Regions from separate parts of the Oncorhynchus mykiss genome. Here region 2 is linked to region 1. A link is a contact called in public Hi-C data. All regions are on one chromosome and are shown on one strand. Each heading gives the region's core, a stretch centred on a gene start, on an enhancer-like site or on the middle of the called end of the contact. The rest is flanking DNA. Distances are from core to core; before and after follow the strand shown.

The links. A called contact is a pair of places that touch in the nucleus more often than the background predicts.
Region 2: a contact with region 1 is called in a Hi-C map of liver, with 3 times the contacts expected there. The contact joins the enhancer-like site here to the promoter of LOC110494710 in region 1. A contact is called at or near these places in 2 of 3 Hi-C or Micro-C datasets (blood and liver).

The regions. Positions count from the first base shown.
Region 1 is chr17:82,165,894-82,173,076 of USDA_OmykA_1.1, reverse strand. It overlaps LOC110494710 (60S acidic ribosomal protein P2), which reads left to right and starts at 3,276. Exons shown (of 5, transcript XM_021570005.2): 1 at 3,276-3,428.
Region 2 is chr17:82,249,910-82,257,092 of USDA_OmykA_1.1, reverse strand. No RefSeq gene overlaps it. Among protein-coding and RNA genes, the nearest start is that of LOC110494713, 11 kb to the left of the region's middle. Within about 2 kb of position 4,757, at least 10 of the 11 cell types and tissues checked have an H3K27ac peak or open chromatin away from gene starts, as enhancers often do. A contact at or near this core is called in liver, where this site is marked.

The DNA of each region.
Region 1 (7,183 bases), core at 2,027-4,526:
GAACTCCCCAGTGAATTACCTATGTTTTCAGTCACAATTTCCTTTTACCACATGTAATGATCTGCATGATATTGATAAAAATGAAGCTTGGTTTGTTCTTAACTTTGATAAGCTAATGTTGTAAGGTAGGACTACTGCACTTTTATAATTCGTATGAGAGGGGTATTTGTTATTTTTATATATATATATATATATATATATATATATATATAGGCTAACGTTACTTGATGAAACATGTTCATAGCTAGCTACCCACTGGGAAAAAAATGATTAAATCAAAGTTGTTTCTACGTCCCTTTAACCCAAAATTCAATGTGATGACATTGAATCAATGTGGAAAACTTATAGGATTTGCAAAAGGTCATCAACTTAAAGGCATTTCTTATTTTTTTTCTAACCCAACTTTGAACCTAAATCCAATGAAATGGCAAAAAAAAATGGTTGATTTCACATTGAATTCACATTAGTTGAAAACTCAACCAAATGTAATTCAAAACTAAATGTTTATCTAATGTCTGTGCCTAGTGGGTAGCTAGCTAGCAGTATCTGTGCTATTGTCTTGAAGCAAAAATGTAATGAGTGTACGGACAATAAAAAAAACTCTAACTGTCCAACGTGGTTTTGAATTGTTGCTTTATTCAAGGGTGTAATGTGGTCTGGTGGCATTATTCATTCAAGAGTGCTATATGATGGAATGTTGCTTTCATAGTCGAACAGTTTGTTATTAGCATGCTTACTGACTAGTGGCTATACTGGGATATTTACAATACATTTGAGCTGTGGAGCAAAAATGAGTGTCATGAAACCCCCAACTCTCTCTCGGGATGTGACATTCCTTTGATCATGTAAAAGTTAAAGCTGCAATAAGAAGAGGCAGATCTGTTCTAGGTGTACAATTTCTATGCTTCCCTGTCTTAAGTTTCGTTTTTGTGTATTTTACTTTTGGTTTTGTAAAGCAGCTTCAAACAGTTGAAAATACAATATTTTTTGGTTATGGAAAATATATTTCACAGTGGTTTAGATGGTACAATGATTCTCTACACTATACTTGCTTGTTTTGTCACAAACTGGAATTAATCGAACTATTAGAATTTTAGCAACCTGAAAATGGCGGAGCGATTTCTGCATAGTGCATCATCAATGTACATTTTATGGGAATTGAAATCTCGTAGCGTTGCCTCTACTTCAACTCTTTTCAATCTGAAAAGTCTCTTAATCAGTGATGTAGTGGTAAACTCTGATCACTGGTTGCAGTAAAAAAAAAATAGTAATGCTGCCTATACTTTTAATAATTATTCCGCAAAAGGTGGGTAAACTGTCAAGCAATAAAAAAAGTGGATAAAATACATTTACTTCCGTTTACCCTCCACTACACCACTGTTTTTAATCTCTTGTATCTTCTTAGTGAGTTGTCCTGACCTCACTAATCAGCCTACAAATTTCTGCCCTACAGCCTGTCCAACACAAACTGTCCCTGGAGACGCTTGAGCTCTGACAGAGAGAAAAGAAGACAGTATAATGCATGGGTGAGATCATTATTGATTCCAGTTTAAAAATAACCATTCAAAGGATAAACAAAAAATAAGCCAGACAACAACAGAAGAGGTGACAATGGAAGCTAAACTATCAGAGATCTGAGAGTGCTGATCGACAGACTGGATACCAATTTGAGGAAGGACACTCAAGCAGCATTGGTGCTGTAAAACTATAATCACCAGACGGTCTGCATTTCTCTCCATCTCTCATTGTTCTTCAGTTTTCTGACCATTGATATCTCAAAAACCTGAAATCCTGAACTAGGGTGACGTGATTCATAGAATCACCCGATAGAGGAATTCTTAAGAGAGATGGCACAGGGAGACGGGGTTACTGAAGATGAGAGGGAGATGGTGGCTGAGAAGCCTCGGGTAACCGAGGAGGAGGCTGCCTTGCTACAGGCCTTGGGGGGGATGACCGGGGAGGACGATGCTGCCTTGCTACACTTAATCCGCTATGTCGAGGCCCGCAACGCCGTGCCCTGGGATCAGAAGACCTGCCAGGAGAAGATGACCTACTATACTTACCGCTGCTTTCTTGTCTTCCTCATCACATCTGTCATCTTCTCCCTCTTTCTGCTGTTTGGGGAGTTTATTAACAAAACATGGTGGGTGTCAAACTGGCATAAGATTAAGGTGTTTTTGTTTGACTTTGCCACATACCTGTTCACCCAGGAGGAAGGGAAGGAGATGATTGAACTGTAGGCCAATTGGACAGTATGACAACGACAAAGATGCTTAACATCCTCATGATCACCCGAGGATCACCACACCAGAGATTATTATTTGTCAGTAGGCTACTTTGCTTTGACAGAAATATTTGAAATGTGATAGATTGTTTTGTCTGTTTGGAATTCCTGTTTTTGTTTGTTTCTGATTGTGCAAAATCAACTAGATGTAATCTGAAGTCCAAGATTGTCAATTATTCAATAAACTAAACTGTGTGTATTCATAATTGGTTATTATTCTGCGGCGTGGTTTATGTTTGATAGACTATTTTTTGGTTCCATGATATAGGTTGCCCATACCAGAGATGGACTATTCTGGATGTGTACCAGTGCCAGTTTCACCAGAGAGGGAGAGGTGAAGGGAGAGGGTTTACCCTACCCAATATCTGTTCATTAAAATAAGACTAGGAATTTAGGATTTTTTTTATGAGGATCAATGAAAAGGGTCGAATTTGTTAAAAAAAATAATAATAATAATTGCTACATAGGCTTATTTGATTGAATACACGTTTTATACTGGTTAGGCTGTTACGTATTCACCGATACAACTTGGCACGCGTGGCATTTCGGCACAAAAAAAAAACTACTTTATATCTGAGTACGCCTGTCGGCCACAAACGTAAATCTGACCTCTCATTCGCTAGAATGGTCCCATCTGCTCTGGCCTTCGACCGCCTGACTTCCATCTTTAAATACATGTATTTCCATTGTTAGAGTGTTCACTCGATTATCTTGTCAATTAAATAGATATTCTTTGGTTTCACACTAAACTAGCCTACCCCTAGTCTGAATCACACATTCCAAATAATAATTTAATTTCGTCATGGCATGACTTATTGCTGGACAAAATGTGCTGCTGCTGAAAATCATGTTCATAAAAACATGTTTTAGTCCTAGCTATGTCGCGAAGAAATTGAAAGATCCTAAAACTATTTACGGTGGTAATGTATTTTTACTGTAATGAAACAGCAGGGAGCAGGTCTCGAACCTTCGACCTCCTAGCCCGTGGTCCAGCGCGCTCGTCCAAGCTGATTTTTTTGGACGAGGCGTGATGATGGACCAATAATATCTGGGCACTACAAATTCCTCTACCTTCCGGTGACGACCCTCTTTCTCTTCCGGAAGATTCAGCGTGACCGACGTTTCGTGTCTGTACAGACTTAAAGTAAGTTAAACTATTTAATACGTGTTCGTCCATCAAAACGGCGTCAGTATTATAGTTAAGATGTTTTGATGTGCAAGTATATGATCAGAATCCATTCTGTACAACATCTGTTCCACGTTAGCAAAAAAAGGCGCGTGCAAGTTTTGCTAGCTTTATTGAAGCTAATGTCAGCGTTTACTAGCTAACTAACATGACACCATTGCATGAGCACCAATAATTACATGGAAATGGGCACAAGAAAGCCCGTGTTGTGTTTTAAACTGTAATTTTATTATTATAACGTTTAATGTTGTAGGACCGTTAAAGTGGAGGGGGAAGAGTGAATGTTACAATGACACAAACTCAGTGTGTAGCCCACTGAGATATTGACCGTGGCCTGTGCTAGGCTGGACATATGAAATTAACGTTTCTTTGTCATAACTGGTTAATTACATCCGCAGTGTAGCCCAGTTTCATAATATTACCATCTGTCCTAACTGTTTGCCATAGTTTAAGTAATTGCGAAAAAAACAGATCTTATTTTAGGGCATTTTTCACCCTGCCAGCTCCTATTAGATCTATTGAGCACCGTGGCTCCAACTCGCCTCCAGAACGTTCTATTCCCAGCCCATTGTCCTACTTCACAAAACGTGCCCACATTAAACTCATAGGCTTATCTCAAGTAACTTATTATCAACAAGGCTACTTGGTGAGCAAGTTAACTGTTCGCCTGTGTACACGTTGTTGTGACCTCCTTCAGAAAAAGGTGTAAACCTAAACAAACCGCAAGTCCCTGAACGAAGTTTCAAGATGTGGCCGATTTATTAAACAGCCAGAATACATTCTTTTTTACATTTAGAAATAACCTATTTTTTTTGACGATTTGTTGTTTCTAGATGGCTGCTGGATAATTTGATGTGTCAAAATGTGCTCAATAGTACAGGTTCACCTAGTTGCAAACCAAATGGATAGGTCTAGCTCATTGATTTGGAGATCTGATGCTGTTGCTACCTCAGATTATGGCCACAGGGAGGCGCAAAAGAGCTATAAACAATAGTTTTTTGCCTTAAAACCCCTAACCCTAGGTATAATCTATTTTTAGCTCTAGTCATTATCTGAGGTACCTACATTCCAGCACAGGTGAGACAAATGGGAAGGCCTCCTATGGGGTAATGCTTTGTGTTAATTATTTGCATGTGGAAAGCAATGCAGAGACAGAGGGGGAAAAGGAGAGGGAGAAGAGGTCTGAGGGTGAGCTTGAGTCTGATAAAAATGGTGGGGAAAAGGGAGATGGTTTGTCAAAGAAGACTGGTAGAAAGTGTAAGCATAGGGAGCAGAAGACAGGAGGAGAAATGGAAGTGAATGAGGGTGAAGTATTGGCAATGGTAGGTGCGGTAAAGCCACCAGAGACTGAGGTATGCACCGAGGATCGGGATGAAGAGTCTGACAGGAGTGAAGTTTATGGACAAAGTGGACTATTGCCTTTAGGCTGATCCATTTGTGGTTTCACGGGTGGGTGAAAAAATAGTTTGGTCATGTGGAATTGGTGAGGGTAACCAGAAGTGGTCTAGTGATAAATTGATTGTGTTTCTGTTGGGCAGAGGAAGAATGTGCTCAAAACACTTCACGTACCCCCATTCGTTTTACTTCGTTCTCAAGAAAAAGGCACTAATGAAAGGAGTGGTAACTGGGGTGCGGTAGATATAAATGTTGAGGTCAAAGATTCCCGGTGTATGTGATATTTGTCGTTTGATGTTACGCAGACAAGGTGGCGAGAGTGGGGAAACAAGTCATTGTTCTTTTGAGTTTTGAAGTTGAGTCTTTGCCTGACAAAGTGAATTTAGGATGTAAGTGTTATCCTGTATGAGCGTATGTGCCGACTACATTAAGTGGTGATGGCATGAGGTAGGAATAAATGTTTAATTAGTGGCATAGAGGGGTGTTTTATTTTATATAATTTTGAAGTTGGTGAGTATAGTGTTAGATGGTAGGGTATTTAATTAGTACATTTTTCTTTTTCAAGTAAAGTACAAGGGAGTTGTGTCTAGTAGGTGGCGGTAATGCAACAAATTGGATGCCAGCCGCCGTTAAACCTCATAGGTTAGTCTTCTATTTTACCCTTAACCCTAGATATAACCTATTTTAGCCTTTAACCTTAACCCTAATTATTGTGTATGGTAGCCTATAACACTTTTTAAAAGCTATTTTTGTAAAAAATATTATGTTAGTAAATACCGTTATTGTACTAAAAAGCATTTTTAGTGATGTTTTTAATCAAAACCAATGCAAGCATTTTGCTATTTTATTTTATGATATTTCTTATTGCAAGGCAGAACACTTGATAAACAAGCCACATTTTATTTTTCAAATGTGGTTTGAACTGTGTGACTTAATAACCTATATGTGAAAGTCCAGCAATTGTCTGGGATAGGTGGGGTAGGTTTGAGACTGATCTCAGGAATTAATAAGAAAAATACACTATTTATCAGCTACTTCATCAATGTCTTTATGTGAATTAATAACTTTTAATTGCTAAATATTTCCAATAGATGGCAACATTAAGACCATGAAGCATCAATTATAGCCTGTAGCAGCAATATAATTGACATAAAATAGCATGCAACCAAAGACTGACTATATGTTCCATGATTTTCTAAAATGGTCACTCATTAGTTTACAGGTTGCTATTTATCTCATATTAGGCCTGTGTTGCTTTTGGGGGAGAAAAAAATAGTGACTACAGCAGGTATTGAACCTTAGTCAAATAATCACTAGACAGGTGCACATACCTCAACCCTAGTAGACATGTATTATAAAAAGCTCTGTTAGTGTTTCATATTATGAGTGAAAAGACAAGTGTTTTTTCCAGCTCGTCAATAAATTACATCATGCAACCCTTGTGGTTGCATTACCTCAACATGCCCCTCGATTGCGAGAGAAGTCAGTGCTCGCTGCTGCCTAGGGCACACGCTTTTGGCAGGACTTTGTTGAATTGGCTACTTTTGCGAGAAGGCAGAGCGGGTCGGTGCTGGTTGATGAATTTGACAATGAATGTACTAAGGAAAATATGTTTTGTTGACCAGAGGTGACTGAATTAATGTTCAGGCTTATTGATAAAAGTTATAGTAATGAAGTATATTTTCAAAACATGAGCATAAAAACAAGTAGTAATAACATGAATCATCATTATATTACTTCACAGTAATCTGTTAAATGCATGTTCAGTCCTTCCTCTTGTGTTAGAAGTGTGGAAGGAGACAGAAAAATGCACACGCAGGAGTTCTCCTGTGAAGGGAGTATCCAGGGAGAACGAAACTTCTGAAATTTATTTTGTGGTCTTATGCTGCCATCTATTGGAATTATTTAGTAATTGCGGTAGTAATGAATAAATTGTATATCCTTACCAAACTAGTAATTACTCAGAATTGCAAAATATAAAATGTTCTAGTTAATTTTCACTTACAACATTAGCTATTTTAAACCATAGCAATGAAACGGACATAAACACTATACATTTAGATATATAACTTTATTTAGATGGGTGACATCTGCAAAAGTAACACCCCCTTAACATATAAACACAGGCACTAAAAATGTGCTTTTTTAAAATATAATAAATCTGGTAGCTCTCAAAAGAGCCTTTTTTTTCCGCTGAGCAGTTGGTTTTCATGAGTGTGCTGCCTTCCATCAGGGGAGTCTGTTTGCCTGCCTGCCTGCCTGTGAATAATGAAAAGTTAATAAATCATTGCCACGCTTTCACATAGAGGCCTAGTTTG
Region 2 (7,183 bases), core at 3,508-6,007, 83 kb before region 1:
GAAGAAGAAATGGGCAAGTTGCTGTGGGGGGTGCAGGGCCGTTGACCAGGGCAAGGGTAGCCAGGTGCAAAGCATGGCCAGCCGTAGAAAAATGCTTCTTGAAATTCTCAATTATAGTGGATTCATCGGTGGTGACAGTGTTTCCTAGCCTCAGTGCAATGGGCAACTGAGAGGGGGTGCTCTTATTCTCCATGGACTTTACAGTGTCCAAGAATTTTTGGGAGTTTGTGCTACATGATGCAAATTTCTGTTTGAAAAGATAGCCTTTGCTTTCCTAACTGCCTGTGTATATTGGTTCCTAAGTTCCCTGAAAAGTTGCATATCGCGGGGGCTGTTCGATGCTAATGCAGTATGCCACAGGATGTTTTTGTGCTGGTCAAGGGCAGTCAGGTCTGGAGTGAACCAAGGGCTATATCTGTTCCTGGTTCTAAATGTTTTGAATGGGGCATGATTATTTAAGATGGTGAGGAAAGCATGTTTAAAGAATAAACAGGCATCCTCAACTGACGGGATGAGGTCAATATCCTTCCAGGATACCCGGGCCAGGTCGATTAGAAAGGCCTGCTCGCAGAAGTGTTTTAGGGAGCGTTTGACAGTGATGAGGGGTGGTCGTTTGACTGCGGGCCCGTAGCGGATACAGGCAATGAGGCAGTGATCGCTGAGATCCTGATTGAAGACAGCGGAGGTGTATTTGGAGGGCCAGTTGGTCAGGATAACGGGAGTGTGAGATATTGTGAGATTGAGGGCATCTAGTTTAGATTGTAGGACGGGCGAGGTGTTAAGCATGTCCCAGTTTAGGTTACCTAGCAGTACGAGCTCTGACGATAGATGGGGTCAAGGAATTCACATATGATATCCAGGGCACAGCTGGGGGCAGAAGGTGGTCTATAGCAAGCAGCAACAGTGGGAGACTTGTTTCTGAAAAGGTGGATTTTTAAAAGTAGAAACTCAAAAAGTTTTGGCACAGACCTGGATTGTATTACAGAACTCTATCAGGCTGCAGGCTATCTCTGCAGTAGATTGCAACTCTGCATGCTTATTCATTTCTGTCTTGTCAGAAAATGTTATAGTTAGGGATTTAAATTTCAGTTTTTTTTGGTGGTCTTCCTAATCCAGGATTCTGACACGGCTAGGACATCCGGGTTGGCCGAGTGTGCTAAAGCAGTGACTAAAACAAACTTAGGGAGGAGGCTTCTAATGTTAACAAGCATTAAACTAAGGCTTTTATGGCTACAGAAGTCAACATGAGAGCACCTGGGGAATGGCAGTGGAGCTAGGCACTGCAGGGCCTACATCAACAGAGGAATAGAGGAGGAGTAGGATAATGGCACGGCTAAAGGCTATAAGAACTGGTCGTCTAGTCCATTCAGAATATAGATTAAAAGGAGCAGGTTTCTGGGCATGGAAGAATAGATACAAAGCATAATGTACAGATAAAGGTATGGTAGGATTTTAATACAGTGGAGGTAAACCAAGGCTTTGAGTGACAATGAGAGAGGTATTGTCTCCAGAGACACCATTTAAACCAGGTGAGGTCACTGCATGTTTGGGAGGTGGAACAAAAGGGCTAGCTAAGGTATATTGAGCAGGGCTGGAGGCTCTACAGTGAAATAAGACAATAATCCCTAACCAAAACAGCAATGGACAAGGCATTTTGACATTAGGGAGAGGTATGCGTAGCCGAGTGATCATGGGGTCTAGTGAGTAGCGAGGCGAGCTGGAGACACGTTGATTCAGACAGCTAGCGGGCTGGGGCTTGCAGGCTAGCAGAAGTGCCTTAGGGGGACATTGCGACGGAAGAGTCAGTTGTAGCCCCTTCGGGCATTTACGTCAGCAGACTAGTCATGATGGATCGGCAGGGCTCAGTTTAGTAACAGGGTCCAGGCCAATTGGCAAAATAGGTATTGTAGCCCAAGAAAATAGGCTGATGGACCTCTTCAGCTAACAGTCTGATATGCTCTAGACAGCTAGCAGACCGCGGCTAGCAGGCTAGCAAATGGGCATTCAGGGGACGTCGCGACGGAGGAGCCTGTTGAAAACCCCCTCGGGCGGATTACGTCGGTAGACCAGTTGTGAAGGATCGGCGGGGCTCCGTATCGGCAGTAAAGGGGTCCAGTCCAATTGGTAAAATAGGTAATGTAGCCCAAGGAAGTGGCTGATGGACCTCTTCAGCTAGCCGGGAGATGGGCCTAGCATAGGCTAGCTCCAGGCTAATTGGTGCTTGCTTCGGGGCAGAGACGTCAGCCAGGAGTAGCAAATCGGACAGCAGCTAGCTAGCTACAATGATCCAGGTGGAAAGTTTCAGAGCTTGCGGTAGGAATCCGGAGATGTGGGGAAAAAGAGTCCGGTATGCTCTGGTTTGAATCACGCTGTGCAGACTGCCAGGAGCTGTCCGGGCTAAAGGTTAGCTGATTACCGCTAGCAGTGGCTAGCTGACTACTAGCTAGTAGCTAGTTAGCTGGCTAGCTTCTGTTGGGGGTTCCAGTTCTAAAGTAAAGGAAATAGAAGATCCATACCACATTGGGTGAGGCGGGTTGCAGGAGAGTATGTTGGAGTTTAAAAATATTTTAAAAATATATATGAAATATATGTGAAGAAAAAATATAAATACACGGGACACGACAAGATTAAGACAAAGACGCCTGACTGCTACACCATCTCGAATGACATATTAAATACCTTTGACTGGCTCTAAGTGGGTGCTGATCATTGGATGTACTCTGTGTTGTGGTCAGGTGGTCTCCCCACACACAGCCCTCCACAATGACTGCCCACAGGGGTCCCATACTGATCCTGGCCATGTTGGCTGGTCATAGCACCACTTCACCAAGAGAATTTCCCACACATGATCTGGCCCCCTCAACTGGGCTCCTCAACCTGTTAATCAGATTTCTAGCAGGGCAGCAGGTCTCCGCCACTACCACCCACCCCACCAGGACAAGACATCCTGACCCGCCACCCTACCCTCTCCCCCCATTACAGCTTACACTAATCAGCTCTGCACCATCTGGGGACTTTTCAATCCATTTTAGAAGAAATGGTGAGTTCTGATAGGTTTGGAGTGTCAACTTCTATCCAAAGTGTGCTCTGACCTGGCCACGATAAGAAAAAAAAGATTCAACATTCATTCTAGTATATGAACGTAAACCTGTGTGTGTTTACCAATGGTGGAGAATGGTGTTATAGCATATTACTAGTCATATGATGCACAGTTGTAGTTCTCACTTTCTACCACTTGATGCTGCTGAATGTCAGTATACCACAAGCATTGCAGGAGCCAGCACCACCACATGGGGGCGCAATGTACGGATGTCCCAAGGAACCCAGACAGCACAGATCATTTAACCAAAGGGGTAGTCAATCACAGGCCCCTACAATATTTACTTTCTATGTTTCTTTAAGCAAAATGTGTGATGATCATGTGTTATTCATTATGAATATGTACTTACATTGCATTTAGACTTCACTCTAACTGATAACTGTAACTACATTTTCATTAATTGTACTATATTATTAGTCAATATAATACTGGTGGTGAAGTAGTAAATGGGAAAGGGAAAGGGGGATACCTAGTCAATTGTACAACTGAATGCATTCAACTGAAATGTGTCTTCCGCATTTAACCCAACCCTCCTGAATCAGAGAGGTGTGGTAGTAATGTATTGTTAGTCAAATCAACAGGTAGTAGTAGTAGTAGGTCATATGCTAGTAGTAGTAGTAGTAGTAGTAGTAGTAGTCATAGTAGTATTATTATTAGTCATAGTAGTATTAGTAGGAGTAGTAGTAGAAGTAGTAGTGGTAGTAGTATTAGACATAGTAGTAGTAATATTAGTAGGAGTAGTAGTGGTAGTAGTATTAGACATAGTAGTAGTACTATTAGTAGGAGTAGTAGTAGTAGGTCATATGCTAGTAGTATTAGGAGTAGTATTAGTAGTAGTAGTTGTAGCAGTAGCACTAGTAGTGTTGGTAGTAGTATTAGTTGTATTAGTAGCACATATGCTAGTAGTATTAGCAGTAGTAGTAGTAGATCATATGCTAGTATTAATAGTAGTAGTAGTAGTAGCTAGTGTTAGTAGTATTGGTTGTAGTATTCGTTGTATTAGTAGGGCATGTGCTAGTAGTAACAGTAGTAGTTTTAATAGTAGTAGGTGTAGTAGTAGTAGTAGTAGTAGCAGCAGCATTAGTAGTATTCATAGTAGTATTAGTAGTAGTAGTAGTAGTAGTAGTAGTAGTAGTAGTATTAGTTGTAGTAGTAGTAGATGTAGTATTTGAAGTATCAGTATTATTATTAGTAGTAGTACTAGTATTAGTTGTAGTAGTAGTTGTAGTAGCAGTATTATTAGTTGAATTAGTCAAATTAGTAGTAGTAGTAGTAGTAGTAATCTAATTGTTTGTTGTATCAGTAGGCATAACCAGTAACATCAGTCATACTGTAGTAATGATAGTATCACTTGTACCATATACAGCCTTTACAGTATACAGCCTTTACACTATACAGCCTTTACAGTATACAGGGCTGTAGGTCACATGTACTGTACATGTAATCTGCAGACTGCACCTGTCTGTGTTTCAACAGTAAATCAGTATTCAGGCTATTCAATGAAAGCCCCCTCCTCCCGTCCCCTCCTCTCTCCTCTCTGTTTGGCCCCTCACACTGGCCAGCCTGTTGCCTGTTGAAAAGAGTCTAGACTAATGGCTTTGCTGCCATTTCTGTAAACCCTTGACAGTAACACAGCACTTGGCAGGCAGCCTAAGGAAGGCCAATGACCTCAGGGGTGTTGGGGAGAGGGCGTCAAGATCTTAAAGAGACAGTACTCCTAGCTGACTGTAACTGGGGGAATGGGGGGGATAGTGTGTGTGTTCACAGCAATTTGACATGTATTGTAGGCCTACTGTTGTTATTCGTGCTGAATGTGTTACTCATGACAGGATGGGGGTTAACATCGCATCCATAATGATAAGTAGGCAAGACATACCAAGAAAACCTAGTTAAAGCAACATTCTGACACATCAACAACTGTAACAACAAAACAGAACAAAATCAAAACACAAAATACACTGCTCAAAAATAAAAGGGCAGGACAGGAGACTCGTTCTTAAGGTTGCGCAAACAGTGACCTGGCAGGAAACTATGTTATTAAGTACACAAAGCCAGGTACTGCTCCAGGGGAAATTCTGATATTTCAGTTTGCCAGTTATGGCCGAACCAGCAGGCAGTGTGGTTGAGGAAGGGGAGAACGACTGGCCCCTCTCATTGAAGCCACGGAGTTCAAGGCCAACCACTGTACTATAGGCATTGTTTTATTAAAGAAACAGGATGCAAATATTTGTGCTAAATATTTGTGTAAATAAATACAAATCCAAGGCATTCAAGGTACCACTAATTGCTTCTAATACACCAGATGTATATCCTTGAACTGAATATTTTAAAATCACACACAGAAGACGTTATAACGATAATTTAGTTGCTAATGGCAGCCTGCCTACCCAGGTCGGCCTTCAACTGGAGTTATTTAATGAGAGGGGGCAGCACTGAGCTAGCCTGAAACGTCACTTCCTGGAGTAGCTCAAACTGCGCATTTTATGTCTCCATGAGACACCATCTTAACTGACTTCCTTGGGTTCAAATGTGCTATTGAGTCCTCACATTGGTATGAATGGTGTCACGTGATCGATGACTTTGTCCATTTATATACAATCTTTGGGTTGAGGACATGAACCCTGTGCACTGTAAAGGTGAATCATACACACACACAGAGAGAGAGAGAGAGAGAGAGAGAGAGAGAGAGAGAGAGAGAGAGAGAGAGAGAGAGAGAGAGAGAGAGAGAGAGAGAGAGAGAGAGAGAGAGAGAGAGAGAGAGAGAGAGAGAGAGAGAGAGAGAGAGAGAGAGAGAGAGAGAGAGAGAGAGAGAGAGAGAGAGAGAGAGAAAGAAAAAAAGAGAGAGATGTATCTCAGGAAGGGCAAACAATGAAGATGAAACAGGAAGATTTGGGCTGAATGAATCAGGGCCTGAAGGAACTGCTGTTCAGAGGAGAGTTGAAGACAGGGACAATGGCAGGAGGTCTCTTTACTATTCACTATAAAAAACATCATGTTCTAGAACCACCAGCACCAGGCTCTCAGGGCAATATAATAGAATAATAATACACAACAGGAATCCCTGATCTATGATCGTTGTGCATGGAGCATTTCTCGTACACTGGATTCCAAATCAACCACGAGACCCCTCAGAACAAGAATAAACTGACGACTTTCAGAATTTCTGGCCATTTTGAGCCTGTAATCGAACCCACAAATGGTGATGCTCCAGATACTCAAATAGTCTAAAGGAGGACAGATTTATTGCTTCTTTAATCAGAACAACAGGTTTCAGCTGTGGTAACATCATTGCAAAAGGGTTTTCTAATGAACAATTAGCCTTTTAAAATGATCAACTTGGATTAGCAAACACAACGTGCCATTGGAACACAGGAGTGAGGGTTGCTGATAATGGACCTCTGTAAGCATATGTAGATATTCCATAAAAAATCTGCCGTTTCCAGCTACAATAGTTCTTTACAACATTAACAATGTCTACACTGTATTTCTGATCAATTTGATGTTATTTTAATGGACCAAAAATGTGCTTTTCTTTTAAAAACAAGGACATTTCTAAGTGACCCCAAACTTTTGAACGGTAGTGTATACTAACATAAAACATAGTTAGTGTATACTTTCCTACAAAGGCAAATAACGGTAACTATGAATTTGGTTAACATTTTATGATCCGTATATAGGGTATAGGGCAGTATACCTTTGTAGAGCAGTATACTCAGACAGTTGAGGCCATGGCGTGTGAGTTCAAGAGAGAGATCCCGGCCAACATGATGCTGTTTATGAGGAGAGGTGTGGTTGCTATCACCTGATAAGCCCTTCTCTCTGAACTCTATTCACAGACAGAGTGCTCCGTGAAGCACAACCAATGAGAGGGAAAGAAACGTAGAAACTACAGGAGGTTGGTGGCACCTTAGTTGGTGAGAACAGGCTCATTTTTATTTTTAGTTTTTATCTCCGTAAGTCAGTTAAAAACAAATTCTTATTTACAATGACAGCCTTCCCTGGCCAAACCCTAACCCAGACAATGCTGGGCCAATTGTGGGCTGCCCTATCACGGCTAGTTGTGATACAGCCTGGAATTGAACC